Regions from separate parts of the Mus musculus genome. Here regions 1 and 3 are each linked to region 2. The links are chromatin contacts, called in public promoter capture Hi-C maps. All regions are on one chromosome and are shown on one strand. The core of a region is the stretch at or near the end of the contact, and the rest is flanking DNA. Distances in the headings are between cores, read along the strand shown.

The links. Promoter capture Hi-C pulls out the DNA fragments that hold promoters and counts their contacts. Capture Hi-C pulls out chosen DNA fragments and counts their contacts.
Region 1: a contact with region 2 is called in a promoter capture Hi-C map of adipose tissue. The contact joins the promoter of Vps9d1 here to the promoter of Gas8 in region 2. A contact is called at or near these places in 2 of 39 promoter capture datasets (hematopoietic stem and progenitor cells and neural stem cells), 2 of 484 Hi-C or Micro-C datasets (both in embryonic stem cells), 1 of 115 datasets of contacts at active chromatin or transcription factors (embryonic stem cells) and 3 of 9 other capture datasets (adipose tissue, liver and pancreatic islet).
Region 3: a promoter capture Hi-C map of hippocampal neurons shows a contact between it and region 2, with 2.5 times the contacts expected there. The contact joins the promoter of Rab4a here to the promoter of Gas8 in region 2. A contact is called at or near these places in 2 of 39 promoter capture datasets (embryonic stem cells and hippocampal neurons).

Annotation. Positions count from the first base shown.
Region 1 is chr8:123,252,894-123,255,593 of GRCm38.p6, forward strand. It overlaps Vps9d1 (VPS9 domain containing 1), which reads right to left and starts at 1,329. Exons shown (of 15, transcript NM_028200.2): 1 at 1,095-1,329. The coding sequence starts at 1,193. Zfp276 (zinc finger protein (C2H2 type) 276) reads left to right here and starts at 1,302. Exons shown (of 11, transcript NM_020497.2): 1 at 1,302-2,030. The coding sequence starts at 1,823.
Region 2 is chr8:123,517,581-123,520,280 of GRCm38.p6, forward strand. Gas8 (growth arrest specific 8) reads left to right here and starts at 1,255. Exons shown (of 11, transcript NM_018855.2): 1 at 1,255-1,372. The coding sequence starts at 1,370. It also overlaps a transcript of Dbndd1 not described here.
Region 3 is chr8:123,804,572-123,807,271 of GRCm38.p6, forward strand. Rab4a (RAB4A, member RAS oncogene family) reads left to right here and starts at 1,425. Exons shown (of 8, transcript NM_009003.3): 1 at 1,425-1,595. The coding sequence starts at 1,565.

The DNA of each region.
Region 1 (2,700 bases), core at 79-2,578, 260 kb before region 2:
GAATTCCTTCCTTCAACACTGTGCTGAGGAGTTCCCAGACAGACACACCTCTCCTCTCATTACTATCCACCACATGAAGGAGCTGAGCTTCAGTCAGGAGGCTCCACAGAGCTGCCTGAGCAGCAATAAGGGTTTCCACTCTGTGTGACAAAGTTCTCTTCCTGTGCAACTCAAAGACTAGCAGTCTTTCCATGTCTCATGAAAAGCACTTCCTGAAATCTGAGGAGAGGATAAGGGCTCATCTGTCAATCTCAAGTTTTGGCTTAGGTGAAGAAATAACATTCTACAGACTCCAGAATAATTCCCTCTGCTCAAAGGAGCCCAGAGCACCGAGCTGCAGGTTTCAGCTGTGTGACCCCTCTGCTCTGGGCTCTGTGACAGCTCAAGACAGAACGCACTCTGGTCTGTATGTGTTTCGTTTTACTCGTTGTCAAAATTACCCAACTTTAATTAGCTCAGCACTTCAGATAAAATGGGTTTCAGGTAGGATTCTGGTCTTGTGAGGGTGCCCTAGAAAACTAAGTTGGGGCACTGGACAACCAGTGATTCGTCCTGTCCTATGGAAGCTCTGGGTGGCCCAGCCGGCTTTTCTACCTTGTTGCCATCCTTTTAATTAGCAGTTATTCTCAGTGACAGGCCACACCCCTTTTGTGCCTGGGTTTCTTTACAAATGACCTTTGAAGGCAACTGCAGACAGCAGCAGCATCCTGAATGAGCCAACAGTCGGGTCTTTTCTAGATTAACTCTACACAGACTCTGTCAAGAATACACACACACACACACACACACACACACACACACACATCTGTCATCTACATCTTGGATGTAGGTCCTTTGCAAACAGAACCTCCTCCTTATGTCACACCGCCTCATCACACAGGTAAATCTAGGCCCAGTGCGAGCTGAGCTGTTCCAGGTCCCCGCAGAGCTCGGCGCCCTTAGCCTCCGGGCCCCGGGTCTCCGGGCGCGGTCCCAGAGCCGCCGCCGCCGCCGCGCGCATCGGGAGCGCCGAATCCCTCTACACGCCCGCCCTCGCCCACCCACCAGGGGCAAAGGGCCTCCCAGAGCTGCTTCCGCGACCCTCCCAGCCTCACCCGGGGCCGGTTGCCGGTGTCTAGCTCGATGGCCTTGTTGGCCAGTTTCATGGCGCTCTGCAGTGGCTTCGCCCCGCCGTCCCCGGCCGCAGCGGCCATGGCGCTGGGCGGGGGCGGGGAGCGGGAGGCCGCGGCGGCAGGGGCGGGACGGGGCGGACGCCTCCAGACCGGAACGCGGAGCGCGGAGCTGAGGGAGGCGCAGGAGCTGCGCACCGCCGGAAGGGGACCCGGACACACTTCCGCCGGCCTTGCCCCGCCCCGCCGCGCCCCGCCCCGCCGCGCAGACTTGGGTTTAGGGGACCGGAGGGGTCAGTGGCTCTTGTCACCTCCTCCGGCCAACTTGCTGCGAGCGCGGACGGGAAGGCTGGCGGGGAGAGCTACTGCTCTGAAGGGTTTCTGTTGTGCGCCACCGCCCGGGCGGCAGTCCGCGGCCGTTCACCCTCCGGGCTGCCCCTCCTTTAAGGGCCTGTCGCGAGTTCCGAGAGACCCGAAGAACTCCGGGCTCCTGACCCCGCCGCGGCCGCTGTGGCTCCCCAGACCGCTCCTCGCTTCCTTGCAGCCCTCGCTTCCTCCGGCTCCGATCTCGGGGAGCCGAGCGGAGCGGGGCAGCGCGGCGGAGAGTAGCGGAACGGCACGGAGTGTGCCAAGTTAAGTCCGCTCTAGCAAGAAGTCAGGGGGCCGAGCCACACCGAGCAGCGCGGAGCAGGGAGCGAGTGTCGCCTACCACCATGAAGCGGGACCGCCTCGGCCGCTTCCTGTCTCCCGGAATAGCTCGGCAGCGCGGGGGTTCGGGCGGCGGCTGTGGAAGCGGTCGGACTCGGGGTCGCCCTTCTCGCAGCGGCGGAACGAGCGCTGACGGGGCGGCTGCTCAGCTCAGCTGGGGCTCGATGACACGCTCCTGCGGGGACACAGGCGACGACGGTACAGACGAAGCTGGTGGGTTCCAGGCGTCCTCGGGCCCCGGTGCGAGCTTAGTGATAATGAGAGCAAACCAGGCCTCCTGGTTCTGGAGAACGCGGGCCCTCTGGAGAACTGCCGATAGAGGCCCTTTCCTCTGCCGCCCAGACAGCTCTGTGTCGCTGCTATTTAGTGCGTAAGATTTGAAGGCACACAGGTGTGGCTTCAAGTTTGCTCTTCGTGCTATGGACTTTTAGGGTAATTGCTTAACTTTTTCTGAACCCCAGTTTCTTGATGGTTAAAACAGGCCTATAACCTAACCTGCGTTGGGAACTGAGTTAAGTGAACTAACTGCTTGTTCCTTGTGCGGCTGCGAGTTTGTGAACAAGCAGCAGCTAGTTAGGTTAACAGCCTCCATGTGCATCACATTAGTGTGGTGTTCTTCAGTCATCTGAGAATGGCTTTCCTATGTAAGCTGTCCTTTACTCCCACTAGGGGCAGTTGGGTGGCATCATGCACATGCTGCAGGCAGGGCACCTATAGATGGACAGGGATGAACAGTGAGTTAGTTTCTTGAGGCACGGCTTGGACACATTTTCAGAATAGGGATGTTAAGTTTCATCTTCGTTGTAGGCATCTGGGGTTCCTTGAATATTGAGTGTTCAGTGAGGAAGGCCAGCTCCCGAGTCCCAGTCCCGCTACTCTTGTG
Region 2 (2,700 bases), core at 5-2,504:
GTCCACCTGTGTATGTTCCGGCTGACAATCTGAGCTCTCGGCTGACAGCATTCGACAGCTGACCTAACTGTGCTCAGGTGCTTCTAGGTGCTGCTTTTGAGTTTCCCAGGCGAGTGGGGCTCGCCTTAAAGTTCACTGACAGCAAACAGCGTGGCGGCTATGTTGGACTTTTGTTAAGATTTACTACAAATAAGCCACTGTTAGAATGCTCACAAGGATCCGGTGTTGTTCTTCCAGCGGGCCATTCTTCAAGAATCTGGGAGAGGGGACACTGGGAGGTTGGGTTAGCAAACAGGGGAGTCTCATTGCTAGGAGCCTCAGATCCCCACCACTGAGCAATCTTTCTCTCCTGCTGCATCCACTTATGGGTGTGGAATCTTCATCCTCAGAGCAGGCAGAGGAGCATAACCTGCTGTCCCTTCTGTTTCTGTTTTACCCTGTCCTGCTAAGCCACTTTGTTGTTGTTTTGCTTTTGTTTTGTTTCTCTTTCTTTTTATGTATGTGCATACACTGCAGCTGTACAGATGGTTGTGAGCCTTTATGTGGTTGTTATGCAGGGTGCAGCCCTGCTCCAAGCAACTCCAATCAACTCGCTTATTTATTATTATAAATAAATACACTGTAGCTGACTTCAGACGCATCAGAAGAGGGCGTCAGGTCTCATTATGGGTGGTTCTACCTTCAGAAGAGCAGTCAGTGCTCTTACCCGCTGAGCCATCTCTCCAGCATTTTTTTCTTTTTTTTTTTTTTTTTTTTTTTTTTTTTTTTGAGACAGGGTTTTTGGTATGTAGCCCAGGCTAGCTTCCAACGCATGCAGTCTTCCTCTCAGCTTCCCCAGTGGTCGCAGGCATAACACCCTTAGCGTTTTTCTTTCTGGAAGCCCAGCTTTACACGTTCAGTCTCATCAGAGCAGCATGTGGAAGGAATTTTCACAAGCAGGGCAAGGTGGATGGGCCGCAGGAGCGGGCTCTTAGCTCAATATTTGCATCCAATTTGGGAACTTGGCTTGGGAGGCAGATTAATCATTCAGACTTTTCTCTTTATCCGTTCCTCCTTGTGAGCGCCCGCCATGTAGACTCTGGAGAACCCGAGGAACCACAATAGGTTTCTTCTGTAGCCCAAGTTGTAGTGGGAGAGAGACCAGCAATACACCGAGGGCAACACTAGCTCTTCTGGCGCGTTGTTAGGGACGCACTCCCGGTTGCCCAGGTCCCTTAGGGCGGGGGTGGGTGGGAGGGGAGAACTGGAGGATAGTCTCGCGAGGATTTGAGAACCAGCACGGGATCTAGTCGGAGTTGCCAGGAGACCGCGCAGCCTCCTCTGACCAGCGCCCATCCCGGATTAGTGGAAGTGCTGGACTGCTGGCACCATGGTGAGTCGGCCTGTGCTCGGAGTGTCCAGTGCACAGAGAACCTGGGAGGCTTTCGTGCAGAAATGTGGAGAGGGTCGGGTCCCCGGGACTGGGAGGGCCTGCAATTTTGGATTACTAGAATGGAGAGCTGGGCGCAGTTCTTCCGTGTGGTCCCGGTTGGGGAGGCCAGGAGGCCGGGGCCTGCATTCAGGTTCTCTGGGATGATCATCACACTGGCTAGACTGAGAGTCCAGTGTGCAAGGCGTCCAGAAATCAGAAGCTGAGTCCGTCAGATCCTTGGGACCAGTACTTAAGGGCTCAGGGGTCAATTAAGTGTCCACAGGGCGCAGAATCCGGCACAGGAGAAACCCCGAGAACTCGGAGGTGGAAAACCTAGCGTGTACCATGTGGCCGGAGGCCTCCCTACCAAGGGCAGAGTGTCATGGAGTGACCAGGGATACACACCTTGGGTATCTCAGGCTCCTGAGAAGAAGAAGGCCGAAGCCCCCTGTCTCCTTTATTTTTCTCACATAATGCCCCGCCCCACCCAGGAGATAGATGCTGTCAGTAGTGCAGTGTCTTGGCAGATGTGCTAGGGCATGGGTCATTAGCTGGTGGGGTGGCATCTTCCTGCGTCTGCCTGCCTGGAACTATGGCCGATATTAACTGCTGCTTAATCTTCCCGCCAAGCATTTATGGCCTTGTCAAGGCTGCTAGAATAAAGCAGGCCCTGTGAGCAGTGTCTGCTGGGAACATCTGCAGACAGACACAGTGTGTGCGGTGTGCTCAAGACCAGAGTTCCCTGAAGTGGGTTCATAATGGCAGACACGAGTCAGGAAGCCTCAGATTCGGTCATTGCTGTGAGGTCTCTCCAAAAGGCTTATTCTCGGTCCTTGCTGATGAGGGTCTTCTGTGTCTCTGTGGTGGCTATGAAGCGTGGTTGCCAGTATACTTGTGGGGTGGGGCGGGTGTGTGTGTGTGTGTATCCCTCCTTTTTAAAGCCCAGATAAGTTTTTCTTTTTATCTTTTAGGTTTCCACACTACCTCCTCAAATGCTGCCTTTCCCAAAACACCCCTTCTCCACCCCCCCATAAGTTTTTCTTTTTTTTTTTTTAATGTAAGATTTGTTTTATATATGTGAGTACACTGCTGCTGTCCTCCAACACACCAGAAGAGGGCATCAGACCCCATTACAGATGGTTGTGAGCCACCATGTGGTTGCTGGGAATTGAACTCAGGACCTCTGGAAGAGCAGTCAGTGCTCTTAACCTCTGAGCCATCTCTCCAAAAGAATGTTTTTAACCGTAACAAAGAAATTCTTGTCCTACATCCAGGAGTGAATGGGTTTG
Region 3 (2,700 bases), core at 175-2,674, 290 kb after region 2:
GAGACAGGGTCTCACAATGCAATCTTGGCTTGCCTAGAACTCAGAATGCAGTCCAGACTGGCCTCGAACTCAGCTCTGCTTGTCTCTTGCCTTCTGAGATCTGGAGTTAAAGGCCCGTGCTACCATGCATGTGCTTTGAATGTAATCGTGTTTGTGGGTGACTCAGAACATTACAGATTTGCATCTGGGAAAGAAAGCTGAGCTCAAAGGTCGCACACTCTCAGGCCTTCAGCGCAGTTCCTTCCTATTTTAACATTCTTTCTTTTTTTTTTTTCCTTTTGTTTTTTTTTTTTGGAGACAGGCTAGATCAGGCTAGCCTCGAACTCACAGAGGTCCACCTGCCTCTGCCTCCCCAGTGCTGGGATCAAAGACTTGCACTACCACTGCTGGGCTATTTTCACATTCGTATATGAAATATCTCTATATCAAATGAATTATTCAGGCAGTCACTCCTGTTATTTTAAAATATATTTACTTATATATTTTTTTGAGTTGTGTCTCTATCATCTTTGTTTTCCCTCCTTGCTGTGTAGCCCAGATAGGCCTTCAACTTGAAACAACCCTGCCTATGCCTCCTGAATGCTGGGATTATAGGCAAGCGACACGATGGTAGACAATCTCAACAGCAAACTTTGCATGCTGTGCCAGCAAGAGACTTCAACAAGATTACGGGATGGGGGCGGGGGCTTCTTTCCCTTCCCACATCTCCTTAATTTTCTGTCATAAAGCACAATAATGAAATATTAGGACAGGCAGCACGGAGGCAGGAGAGAATGTCTGACCCGTGGTAGAGCCTGACAGCGGAGGTTAAAGGTACACGGTAGGCTTCCCACAGCCCAGGCATCTGCTGCTGTGAAGAAGGCAGGATCTTACTTAGGCCCCGGTTTGCTCAGGTGGGTCAAACTCCCGACCCCAATTTGCCTTTCAATAAATGTCCCAACCCTTTTCCTCGGAGGAAGGGGTAGGTTCTGACCTGTATTGCTTCATTAACCGAACACACCTTCGAAATTAGCCTGCAGTAAGAGCCAAGCAGCACTGCTCTGCCCACTAACGTGGTGAGCAGGAGAGTTCTGGTGACCAAACACACCTGCGTGGCTTTCTGCTAGTGAACCCCCTTTCTGTCAAAACAAGCCCTCGGGCGGCCTCCTGTCCACCCTAGCCTGGCAGGTCACTCTTAAGAAAGGCTGAGTCTGTACTGCTAAGCCATCTGGGAGGATCTACGGGCGCAGGCGCCCCCTCCCTAGTCCCGCCCTCCCTCCTTCCTGGTCCCCTCCTTCATCCTCCTTTGCCTTCACCTCCTCCTCCAACTAGGAGCCTCCAACCATTTCTCTTGCCCTCCCTCCTCCCCTTCCCCAGCCCCGCTCCTCCTTCCTCCTGCGACCCCGCCCCTCCCCCTGCTCCGCCGGGCTCCTTCGCCGGGCGGCGGTGCGCAGACGCGGAGCCGAGTCCCGCTGGGCCGCAGCCGGTGGCCGGCTCGCCGTGGGCCCGTTCCCGGCTCTCCACGCTCGGTTCCTCTCGCTCTGCGGAGACTGGAGGACGGACCCCGCGGAGCTGTGGCGGCAGAATGGCGCAGACCGCCATGTCCGAGACTTACGGTAAGACGCGCGGGTTTGCGTACGTGTTTAGAGGGGCAGGCCTTGGGGTCCCGGAATGTTGGGGGCCGGGGTCAGGGTCTCCAGAGCCGGTGTCTAGAATATCGAGATATCCTGCAAACCTCGCGGTGTCAGGAACCAGGCAGAGATATTTAGAGTCTTGGGTGGTTTAGGGTTGGCTTGGGATCCTAGTAATGTCAGCAGCTGGGATCCTGAGAATCTGGGTGTTAGGAGCCAGGTGGAGACACTGAGAATCCTAAAGTGTCAGCGGCTGGGAGGGATCCTGATATTCTTGGGGTGTCAAGGTCGAGCTGGAACTTGAGAATGTCTGGGTGTTTCAGGCTAGGCTGGAATCTTGAGGCTCTAGGGGTATCAGGCGCTGGTCTGGACTCTCTGGCCAGCAGGTGCCCCCTGCTGTGATTCTACCAAGTTCCCTCCCGCTTTGACCCTGGTTTCACTCTACATTTTCCTCCTTGGATTGTTTAAATCTCTCAGGGTTGCAGGAGCCAATTTGTCGTCGATTCTTGTCCTCCTCCCTGCAGCACCAACCGCAGGGATGAAGGCTCAGGGCCACGCCTGCGTTTTGTGTCTCTAGGGGCAGGGTTGTGGGCCTCGGGAGGGTGGGGTGGGGGTGTTGGAATTCCTTTCTTTGCATTGAGATTATAATGAGTTTTAAGTGGATGAATGCTGTCTCTTTTCTGTAGACCCCTGGCCTCGTGTATTTTCCCTCCCTCCCTCTCTCCTCCCGTCCTCCCCTCCAGATATGGTTGCATTATATTACCTTTATAAATACAAATATATGGTCCTCTGATGACCACAGGCCTTGGATATGGAGACATGATTTTTTCATCTTTTTTTCTCCTGCAGCACCCAGCCATTCTCAATGCACGTGCTGGGTGCTCCCCCTCCCCCAGTCGAGGCAAGAATAAACAACCACTACTATGTATGGTTGGCCTGTGCCTGCCAGTCCCTCACGAGACTTGAAACTTTGACGTGGTCTGTGCTCGTCGTCCGAAGGAGGGACTCGCACGGAAAAGCATGACGATCTGTCAGGTTATCTGCAGTTTGTGCCCCTGCTTCCTTCCTGCCACAGGGTGGGGCCAGGGTC